Regions from separate parts of the Gossypium hirsutum genome. Here region 2 is linked to region 1. Evidence: chromatin contacts called from public Hi-C data. All regions are on one chromosome and are shown on one strand. The core of a region is the stretch at or near the end of the contact, and the rest is flanking DNA. Distances in the headings are between cores, read along the strand shown. Region 1 holds the start of LOC107893687 (probable 6-phosphogluconolactonase 2). Region 2 holds the start of LOC107894522.

What was found. A called contact is a pair of places that touch in the nucleus more often than the background predicts.
Region 2: a Hi-C map of leaf shows a contact between it and region 1, with 4 times the contacts expected there. The contact joins the promoter of LOC107894522 here to the promoter of LOC107893687 in region 1. A contact is called at or near these places in 11 of 34 Hi-C or Micro-C datasets (callus, hypocotyl, leaf and 1 more).

Annotation. Positions count from the first base shown.
Region 1 is chrA13:29,641,792-29,647,563 of Gossypium_hirsutum_v2.1, reverse strand. LOC107893687 (probable 6-phosphogluconolactonase 2) reads left to right here and starts at 2,718. Exons shown (of 4, transcript XM_041086030.1): 1 at 2,718-3,129; 2 at 3,978-4,047; 3 at 4,128-4,263; 4 at 5,684-5,772. The coding sequence starts at 4,043.
Region 2 is chrA13:29,868,592-29,874,057 of Gossypium_hirsutum_v2.1, reverse strand. LOC107894522 reads right to left here and starts at 1,460. Exons shown (of 2, transcript XM_016819786.1): 1 at 1,310-1,460; 2 at 563-1,191. The coding sequence starts at 1,460. The coding sequence ends at 563.

The DNA of each region.
Region 1 (5,772 bases), core at 1,469-3,968:
TGTCTAAATCGCGTAAACAAAGATCAATTGTATTGCTTCTTTTCTATTCTTATTTTTCTTATGATGTTTGTTTTCATTTTAACTATTATTACAACGAATGTTAAGCAAAGTTAATCTATCATATTTACAGAATAATTATTTTTTAATACTCATAAATAATAACTTGTTAAGAATAGATTTAAACAATTGAGAAAAAATTATTGTTCCAATGGTTGAATCATTTGTCTTTAAAATGAAATTACTCATCATTTTATGCATATAGTTTACATGCAATTACCTCGTAAAATTTCAAGTTTTCAACAATATTATTTTAAAGAGTTTGCACAACTTTCTAAAGTCCATGAACTTGTGGAATTATACTCAAATTTATCTCAACAATAAAATCCTAAGCTCTAGGGCAATCGAGAATAATAGAACAAATGACTTATGAAACTGAACTATTTGAATGATCTTAACTTGTAAAAATCTTATGAACTATCTTTTTGCATCCCTTAAAAGCACCTAATTATAGAGCTTAGAGGCTCTAACATTAATCATCCAACATAATATTCAAAACACATAAATACTATTAATGCAGTAATGTACTACACTAATGAATGTGCATGATAACATTCATGCATATTCATAATTTTATGAATGACCAAAGAACATAATTCATGAATGACACTCATTAATTCATGTATTGTAAATACTGAACACACTAAAAATATTTTATTTTACAAGCTCATAATCCAAATAACAAGACAAGTTTGTAATTCAAGTTAGAAATTTTTACCATAAAAAAGCTGACAGTATTTTCTCATTCACTTACAATTAATTTTAAACATGTTAAATTACACATATTGAGGTACAAAATTTTTAGCAATTTAACTATATATTAAATGTATCAGACATTTAATTTTGCCTGCCGTTACATATGTTTTATAAAACCAATTTCCAGCACATTTTTTAGAAAAAATGGTGATTTTATAATGATTTATATATATGCTTGCTTATATGAATTTAGTATAGCTTTGTTTTAAAATATGAGAAGAGAAACTGTTATATAGTTAATTTAGTAAATCATTATGGTTGTTATTATAATTGAAAATATGTTATAGAAAGTTAAAATGTAACAAAACAAATTAACTCCACAACAAACTTATTTGTTTCAGTGAAATGTTATTATAGAAATTAGTTTTATGTGTTTAATTTGGGTTTAACTTAATACTTGTTACAATAATATTTTAGTTCAAATTAAGTCTAAAATCAAGTGGTCCAATTTAAGGTATTAAGTAATTATTTACTTTAATAACAAATGAAATCTTATCCTTTCATTCGATTATTTGATGGATTACCGAATCAAAGTTATTTATATATAAATTAATTTTTAGCCTATCTATCAAGATTACAGACATGAAAAAGCAAAATAAAAAATTTATAACTTCCACCATTAAAAATTGGTATAACAAAAGAAAAACAATCAAGAGAATAAAAAACCAATTTATTGTAATATTTTTCTTTATCGACTCGAATCACCAATTCTCACATCAAATAATTTTATTATTTATAAAAAATCATATTATTTTAAAGCCCCTATATATTATTATTTATACATTATTACATTTTCAGTTTCCATAATTTCAAGACCTTGAATTTTACAAATTAATATTGAAAAAGTAGCCCAAAAATCATTATATGTATAATCATTGAGTATTTACATAAATGTAAAATGAAATAATGACATGGGAAAGCACAACTTTAAACACTAATTTCATTGCACCCCACATGTTGTAGTGGTAAAGCTAAGAAGTAGCTCTCAAAGAACTACATAGTTCAATAAAGCAAGTTAGGTTTCATTGGTAAAGATATTAACCTTAAAAGAAATCTACACTATATTATTAATAATAAATAATAATGAATTTAAATGAACTTAAGTTGATGATATGAAATATAAAACAGATATTTTACCTTTCAAATAAAAATATAAACATAATAACAATATAAAGCAAAATCAACACCTCTAATAATAAAATTAGTACATCATTTTATTTAAATTTGATTATAAAAACATATAACTTTTAATATAAAAATTTTATTTTTTATTTTATTACTTTTAAATTAATAAAAAAAGGCTTATTTTTTTTAAGTTATGTGCCAATAAAATCAATTATTATAAAAACTAAAATGAACAATTAACTCAACTCTAACTAATTAAACAAAATAAATTTAATATAAAACTCACACATTTATATATAATAAAACTCAAACTTGAGTAAAGTTTCATTGGGAAATTTAAACTTACCCTAAAAGAATGTATGGGATAAATGTAATGATATATACCATATGTTATGAATAAATAATAAAGAATTAAAAGCCTGCTATATAAATTTTTTTATAAATTAAAAGATAATGTTGAGTTTGCTCTCTATTTAAGGATTCTACTTGGGTTTAAATATCTCAAACCAATATATATAAAAGTGTAAAGAAGCTGGTTTTGGGGAGACAACTAAAAAGGAATTTTCTAACAAACTTAAGAAAAGAGAGTAAGAAAATGCAAAGAAAAAAAAATAAAATAAAAGCAAAGGTGGCAGATTTTTTTTTTTAAATTTTCTAACAATTATTTTAAATTAAAAGAAGAAGAAGAAGAAATCAAAGAGATAGATAGAGGGAAAATAAAATAAAAATTGGAAAAAATCATTGTTTTATTCTTACAAGACAAAAAGATCCATTGGTCCATTTGTCAGCAATTTAGTTGGGCAAGTGTTTGGTTTAGTCTTATGGAACTCTGCTTCTTTTCCTCAATTCTCCCCTGTTTTTTTGCTCTTCATTTTCTTTCCAAAAACGGCACCTCCATTTAATTATTAAATAAAATTTTTAATTTAATATTGATGTGGCAACATTAATTAAGGGAGATGTAATAGCAGAGTATTTAGGAAACAAAGATTTTCTCTGCTTCATCTCCCACTCTCATAAAACCAAAAAGGGCGAAGCAAAGAGATATAGATAAAGAAACAAATTTAATTTGGTTTTGTTAATTTTTTAATAAATTACAATTTTAATCAATAGAAAAGAGAGAAAGAAACATTTATTTTCGTTTTTGTGTGTGTTTTTGTTAAATTTCATTGGTTGCACGTGGAAACCCAGAAGGTAAATTCTCCTCAGCTTCTTTTCTGTAACAGCTTTTCTCTTCTTTTTTTTTTTTTTTGGTGTTGTAATTATTATATAATTATTATTTCATTTGTTGTTGATCATCCCATCTACCATCTCCATTTTGCTTCTCTGCAACTACCCTTCTTTCTTTTCTTTCTTGTTCTTCTTTGTAAGCATTTTCCCTTTCTTAAATTTTAGATTTTTTTTATTTGATCAGGCCTCTTTTTTTTTCCTTTTCCTTTTTTATGTTCTGAGTTTTAATTGGTTTGAATGTGAAATTCATCTACTTGAGACATATCAATTAGCTTAAAGTTTTGGTTTTTGCTTGATCTCTAATTGTGATGATCAATACCCTTTTGTTGGATTTTCCTTTTTTCCTTCAATTTAAAGTTTCAAACTCTACGCATAAAGTGATGGGCTTTTGTCAATTTATCACATGGTTGTTTCTGGTTCTGTTTATTGAATCTTAAACTGTGTTATTGGTTTTTTTTTTTTTGTAACTTTTGAACCATAGGTTCTGTTGACTGTTTAACATGATCCGAAGTTTTGGTTTCTCATTAATTTTAACTTAATGACTTTGAGGTGCAAGGATTAATGGCTACATTTTGTTTTCATTGTTCATCTTGAATTTTTTGGTGGATAAATTACTTTGAATGGAGATTTGTGTGTTATTATAGGCTCTATAATATTCTTAATTCTGATCCTTTTTTTTCATGTTTAGAGTCGGTAAAATTGTCAAAAAGCATGGCTCTTTCTGGGGTTAAAATGATAGAGGGAATTGAGGATTCTTGAGAATTTGGATGAGCTAAGGACTGATTTAGCTGACTATATTGTTGAGTTATCAGAAGCTGCAGTGAAGGAGAGAGGTGTGTTTGCCATAGCATTGTCTGGTGGTTCTCTCATTGGCTTAATGGGGTATCAATCCACTCCTTATTCCATGCTTTTTGTTTTGTAATTTTGGTGTTCTTCCATTAAAGCTTTTTGTTGGCGAACAGGAAACTGTGTGAAGCACCTTATAACAAGACTGTAGACTGGGCTAAATGGTACATATTTTGGGCAGATGAACGCGTTGTTGCGAAAAACCACTCAGACAGCAATTATAAGCTTGCAAAGGATGGCATTCTTTCCAAGGTTCGTATATGAATTTGTACTTTATTTTATGTTTTGGTTTCCTTTAGCTTTCCAAGAACCAAGTGGAAGGAACTTTTGGTAAGAAGATGATGCTTGTTAGTAGGATGTGTTCCTTCGATATTCAGTGATTAGACTGGTCCAGACTTCGGATCTTGAAATTTTAGCCTTTGCTTGAAGGTATTTATGCTTGAATTCCTTATCAATTATGTTGTGTTCTGATTTTGGGACAGACTTATGTTAACTGGTATATTAGTTGATGCTGCACTAGCTGATCATTCCGTAATGGATTCGGGGTTCCTTAGTTTTGAAGATTCCCATGTTTGTTTGTTGAATTCATCTTCTGTGTGTTGTGGTTATCTTTGGATATTAAATCGAGTATATGCTTTAGAAAGTATGAGGCATTAGGTCTGATATTGAACTAGATGTTTGGTTTTACTAAAAAACCTTCTTATCTCTGGGGAAAAAAATTTCACCTTCATGTTTTATTTGCATGGTGCTACTCTAAGTTCTCTTTTCGCTTGTTCACGGTGCCATCTTTGACTCACCACTACATAAAAAAATAATAATAAAACAAATGCATAATGCAAGTGTGCTTTTTCCTTTTTGTGAAGACAATATCGAAGTGTAAATTGTTCACATGATTTGAAGAACTTGTACTGGTGGTCCTATCGTTCTCGGAACTTTTTAATTTCTTCCAGTTGCTAACTCCATTGCCTAGGTAAAGATAGCGTGAGGGATGCATATCCCTAATATCAGAAATTATCAAAATAATCAAGATGATTGATGGTTCTGAAAAGCTTAAGGCCTTACAGTGAAACTGCCATTTTGCAGTTTTTGTGGATTCATTTGTTCAAAGATGGAAGAGATTTTATGTTTGGATCCTCTTAAGTAATTTCTCTTGATATTTAGGATCAGACAAGTTTGAGATTCTTAGGAATTACTGATCTTTTTACTGTTTCTTTGTCTATCCCTTGTCTCCTCTCTTTTTCTTAACTTTTTCTCGTATCTTACACTATAAATTAAAGTAAAACTTGATGTATCCTTTTTTCATGGTGTGTTACCTCGAACATTAAATATAAAAACTAGCTTGTTACTTGTTAGTCATGGTTTGCATCCATTTGCATAGCTAGTCTGCCAAATGATTTGATTAGCTTTGAACTAAATTTGAATACGGTAAAAGTTCGACTACTTTATTTGTTTGTTTCACCAAATTTTTGGATTGTGATGGAAAAGCTATTGTAATGAGTCGCAGCATAAACATTAGCGTCAAAAGGGCTTCCTTTTGCGTTTGCTGTCATGTATCACCGATATTTTCATTGGTAGATAGTTTGATTGAAAAGTTATGCTTCAGCTTGTTTTGTTTGAGTTTCTGCCATATAACATACACGCTCGTATGGCTTATGCCTGGTATTTCCTGCAGGTGCCGATTGTTCCCAGCCATGTTCATTCTATCAATGATTCGGTTTCAGCAGAGGAGGCTGCTGACGAATACATGTTTGTTATTCGGCA
Region 2 (5,466 bases), core at 211-2,710, 230 kb before region 1:
GCAGTATACACTTTCTTAATGGATTTTGAATCTGCGTTACATGCTTCAACTGGCCCATTACTTATAATGGATTGCCCAATGTTCACGATTGGTTTTTTCCCAAAAGACTTTAAAATCAGTCCAAAAATATCTAGGCCCACATTATCTAATAATGCTACCTCATTTCTTATTGGGCTCAAGGGCACCGCTTCTCCCTATTCCTTCTATCATTTGTTGAAAAATTTCCCTTCATTAAATTAAACCCTTACAAAATTTTGCCAACCCTTGAATCAACCCCTTTTCCCCTTAATTTTTCCCTTGTTTCTCGCTGCTTCTCTAGGTGCTACATTAGTCATATCAACCTCCAGACCCTCTGAGATTTGTAGTCTAAACAACACAGTAAATCTGGAAACCGAACCCTCATTTCCCAAAAAATCAGCTTTCCAATTTTAAGTGTCCATTGAGTTTCACCTATATATTTTCTCTACCACCATCCACGACCCATAAATACACCATCTCCTCCACCCACAGCCTCATTCGAAGTAGATTTCGTCCGCTCTTTCTCCACTGTTGAACTCTACTCCTAAAAGACATAAATATTTTTGGTGTGTCCATACTTCCTGCATTTAAAATAGATTGTTGGTAGAGATTCGTATTCCACTCTCTGGAGAACTCCATTAACTAGAACTTGTGACACAAGAGGGTTTTTGAGATTTACATAAACTGCCATTTGAGCAAATCGGCCCTTAGTTCTTCTATCTGTATTGAAATCCATTTTTACCACCTTTCCTATAGTCCCACCTATTTCTTCAAGGACCCTCCTCTTATACAAGAAACTTAGGAGTCCCAACAGTTGGATCCATGCCATCACCATTCTTGGATATGGTTGCAGGGGATTAAAATCTTTGGTCCAAGGTTGGACAGTCAAGTACTGACCGTAGATTAACCAAAGTCCTTGCGATAAAACTTTCTCGAAAACTTTGGTACACTGAAACTTGGAAAAGAAATACCCATTTTCTATATCCATGAGATGGAATGGCTTTGTAGGTTTCCAAAGGCTATTGATCTGATTATTCAGTGCCACATGTCCAATACTCCTCCCTAGCAGTTTCAAAACCACTATAATTTCCATTTCCTTGAAAAGTATTCGTTGAATTCTATTTGAGAAACTGATAGCATGAATCCTATTAACTATAGATCTATTAATATCTCCTTCCAAAAATTCAAGATCATCATCACCCCCACACCAGAGTCCACAATGTAGTCTTCCCAAAACTACCGATTCTATTCCTTAGCAGTTTATCCTTCTAAGACAAAGTTGGAATCGGACTTGGGTCAACCAACATGTTTGTGTCCACATCCTTGTTGGCGTCTTTAAATCGAACCTTCTTAGTATTCCGATCAGCATCATCTTGAGAACCTTCACCACTGTTAGCCTCCAAAAAATTTCTGTCACCACCGGTATTCGGAGAAATTTCCATTTTCTTCACTAGTTTTTGGATGTAATATTTTTAATTCCACATGTACGGTATGTTTGGATAACTTTTGTAATTAGTGGATTTCAATGAATTAAGTGTTTTGCTTAATTTTTTTTACAAAGAATTAGGGTAATTACATCGATAATTAGCCATAATGACTTTGGGTAATTACACCGATAATTAGCCGTAATGACTTTCAAACTTTCTTTAGAAAAAAACTTTTTTTAAAGGTGTAATTATACTTTATTAAATAAACAATTAGAGTATTTTTGTAACAACCTGTTTTTCAGTGGTGTTGAAAACTGTGGTTTCGGGACTATAAATCTGATATGTAAATCTGTAAATATTATTCTTATTTAATATTTACTAGCCAAATATAGTATTATATAGAATTATGATCTGATAATTTTTTCTATTTGAAAGAATAATTAAGTGCAAGTGGGTTGTCCTTAAAGTTAAGTGGTTTCGAAAAATGAGGTATCGGGACCTCGTTTCTATAAACTGAGCCCATAAATATTTAATAAATGTTTACGGAGTTGTTATATAGGTATATTTAATTTTGGTCCAAAAATTTTAATGTTTAGATAGTTAATTAAAGAAAAAAGATTAAATTATAAAATGTGCAAAAGTCCATCATTATTAATTATAATGGGCTAATAAAGTATAAAAATATATTTCATGGTTTTAAAAGGGCAATTATAATTTTTTTAGTGTAAGTGGCCGTTTAAACATTAGTGTTTTTATAGTATATATGTTAAATTAATAAATAATGTTAATAAAATAAAATGAATAAATGTGGAAACAAAAACCAAGTGGCATCCATTATTTTCTTTATTTCATCTCCTAGCCGAACGCCATTGTTAGGAAGAAAGGAAGGTTCGGTCTTACCAATTTTCTTTCCATGTAAGTGTATTTGATATCAGTTTTTCATGAATTTTATGTTTTTTAGATTGTTGTAATGAAATCTAATTAGGGTAGGGACTAAATTACAAAACTATCAAAGTATAAGAAACTTGCCATGGTTGTTTTTGAAGCCTTCTTGTTGTTTATGCTTTGTCTGGAAGTTTGATGATGATTTTGAACTAATTTGAAAAGGAATTTTATTAATTTTCATGTTTAAGGATTAAATTAAAAATAAGTTAAAATATGAATATTTTCTTGAAAATTTTAGAATTATGGGGTTAGTTTAGAGTAGTTAAGTATTTGGTCTTAATGGTATAGGGTCTAATTAGGAAAATAATCATGTTTTGGTTCTAAGGACTAAATTGAAAAAAATGTAAAAATTGGGGCAGTTGTGTAAAAATTGTTAATAGGAGGGAATTTTTACTAAATTGAATATATGAAGTAGAAGCTAATAATTGAAATAAATTACTTTATAGATCAAAATTCAATAGATAACCATGGAAAAGGAAAGGTTGCAAATTAGTTCCTAAACTTCAATCATTCTTCCAGTTTGGTCACTGGTAAGTTTATACGGTTTAATTTAGTATAATTTGCAATATTTTAATGACATGTGATTTATGATGTATTGAATAATTATATATTTAATGAAATAATTATAAAAGTGATTCAAGGTGAGAAATGTAATCGAATTGTAAGTTATTATGCGCTTTTTTATATCGAGCCCAGATAAAATATACGATAGGATACAATTGGCATGTCAATAGTTTATATTGCGCACTGTACGAGTATGGTCTGAGATGAGATGAGATACTGAAGTCCATCATTTCTTACGAACTATCGTGTTATATTTATAGTGTTTTTAGTGTGTTACCGGTGGCAGATGTAAAGCCTTTGGGCTTGGTACTTGGTGTCGAGGTGTGTTACTGGAGGAATGTTAGCCTATGGGCTAGGCACTTGGTATCAAGGTGTGTTCACAGGTGGTTTAGCTCGTTTGAGCATTTTTGGTGTGCTTCGGTGGTAATGCGTATCTGTATATGTTATACCATTCGTCAGGCTGAATTTTAATGGTTAAATGATTTAATGATGATAGTTAACTGATATTTGGTTATGATTTCTTGTGAAGGACTTGAACAAGTGTTTATGGTTTTCGATATTTTATTGTGACTTGTTAACGATTGATATTGTATAAATGAGGTGATTAAATGACTTGTATTTATGAAACTCACCTATTGAATGGCTGTGATTGACAGGGTTAATGTTAGCTATTGATTTTGTTAATTATAAAATTATGGTTATACGATAAGTTATAATGTTTCAACCTGTGAACTTACTAAGCTCTTAAAAGCTTACTTGTTTTGTTTTTTCCTGATTTCTTGTAAATCTTGTTTTGCGAAACCAGGCAATCAGATCAAGTGGAAGATCACACTATCCAACTATCTTCAGTAGTCTTTGGAAATGTTTATTTTGGGATATGTGGCATGTAATAGGAGTATCTCGTATATGTTTTAAGTACTTATTACAAGTGGTATGTTTTATACTTGTGTGATGAATGTTTTCTTTAAGTTAATATTTTGCTTGTTCATGGTTTGCTATGAAAATCCAAATCTGGTGCGGAACTTGTCATGTAATAGGTGAAATTGTATAAGTTTTGATTGTTTCATATATGTGGTAATGGTTAGATTGATAAAATAATGTTTATGTTTTGTAATAGTTTAATGTGATCATGTTCTAGACATTGTGTGATTATAGTGTTGTTATACTATTTGGCCACTTGGTATAAATCTTATTTAGGTGGTTAAGTTATGGTACATTTGAATGTAAATAGATGAGTAGAGAAATGGTAAGTTTTGTCTTGAATGTAAGGTAGTTTACGAGCTTATATGCTATCATTTGATATATGCTTGTGACATGACAACATAGCTTTAAATTTTGAATTGTTAATTTTGAATTGTTTAAGTATTTGAATTTTGGTGTCAATGATGAAAAATTGGTTAGGCACATATGTAACACCCCCCATGTCCAACGCCGGAATAGGGTATGAGGCATTATCAGACTTAAACATACACATTCATGCAAAAAATTGGCCATAAAATATCTTTTAATTCAAAACCTTTTAGACACATGCATGTCGTCCCTTATTTGGGTCTACGAAGCCCAAAATATTCATCGGAATTAATCTGGGACTAAACCGAGAACTTTGAAAAGTTTCAGGAAAACTTAGAAAATTTTCCCATGAAATAAGGTCACACGCCCATTTCCTTAGGCCGTGTAACTTTCTGTTTTTGACGTCAGCATACACATCGAACCACACGGTCAGGCCAACACCTGTGTCTCCAGGTCGTGTCCCTCACACGGTTGAGACACACAGCCGTGTCTCAGCCCACGTGGCCAACACTTAGGCTATTTTCCAAGCCTTCATGTTTCCCATAATCTCTTACAACCTTATGCACATCAAAATCGCAAATCATGGCATCATTTTAGTGATTAAACACTCTTTGTTAAGACATATCCTTAACATTAACATGTCCTCATACAAGTAGTGCATCTACTTATGCAATACCAAGTCTAGATTCCTTATTTCATATTCATAAGACTTGTCATTTTGATAACCATTTTTACCATTATACTATGGTTACCAACTTATCCATCAAGCACTCATGTTCAATCATTATCACATTGTGTTTATAACATGCAATTACTACATGGCTATGACCACCTCAATTGGTCATAGAGCAAATATCCAACACACATGTCATATTACTAACCATGCATGGCAAACAAACATAATCACATTATAAACATTAGACATAACATGAATAGTTAGGCTTACAAGCCATAATCAATATGAGCCACATCTCATGGCCATATACATATAACTCAATATAAGCCAACACAAATTGCCAAAGCAAAATAATACATGTCAATCAACTAGATTCCTATACATGCCACTCACTGGGAATTTCTAATATATACTTCATTATTCCAAAGGTAGCGACTTGATAGTGTGAAGCTGCCTCCAACGATCTCCAACCCCGAGCTAACCTAAAAACACTAAAGGAAAGGGAAGGAAGGGAGTAAGCTTTATAGCTTAGTAAGACCGTATGAA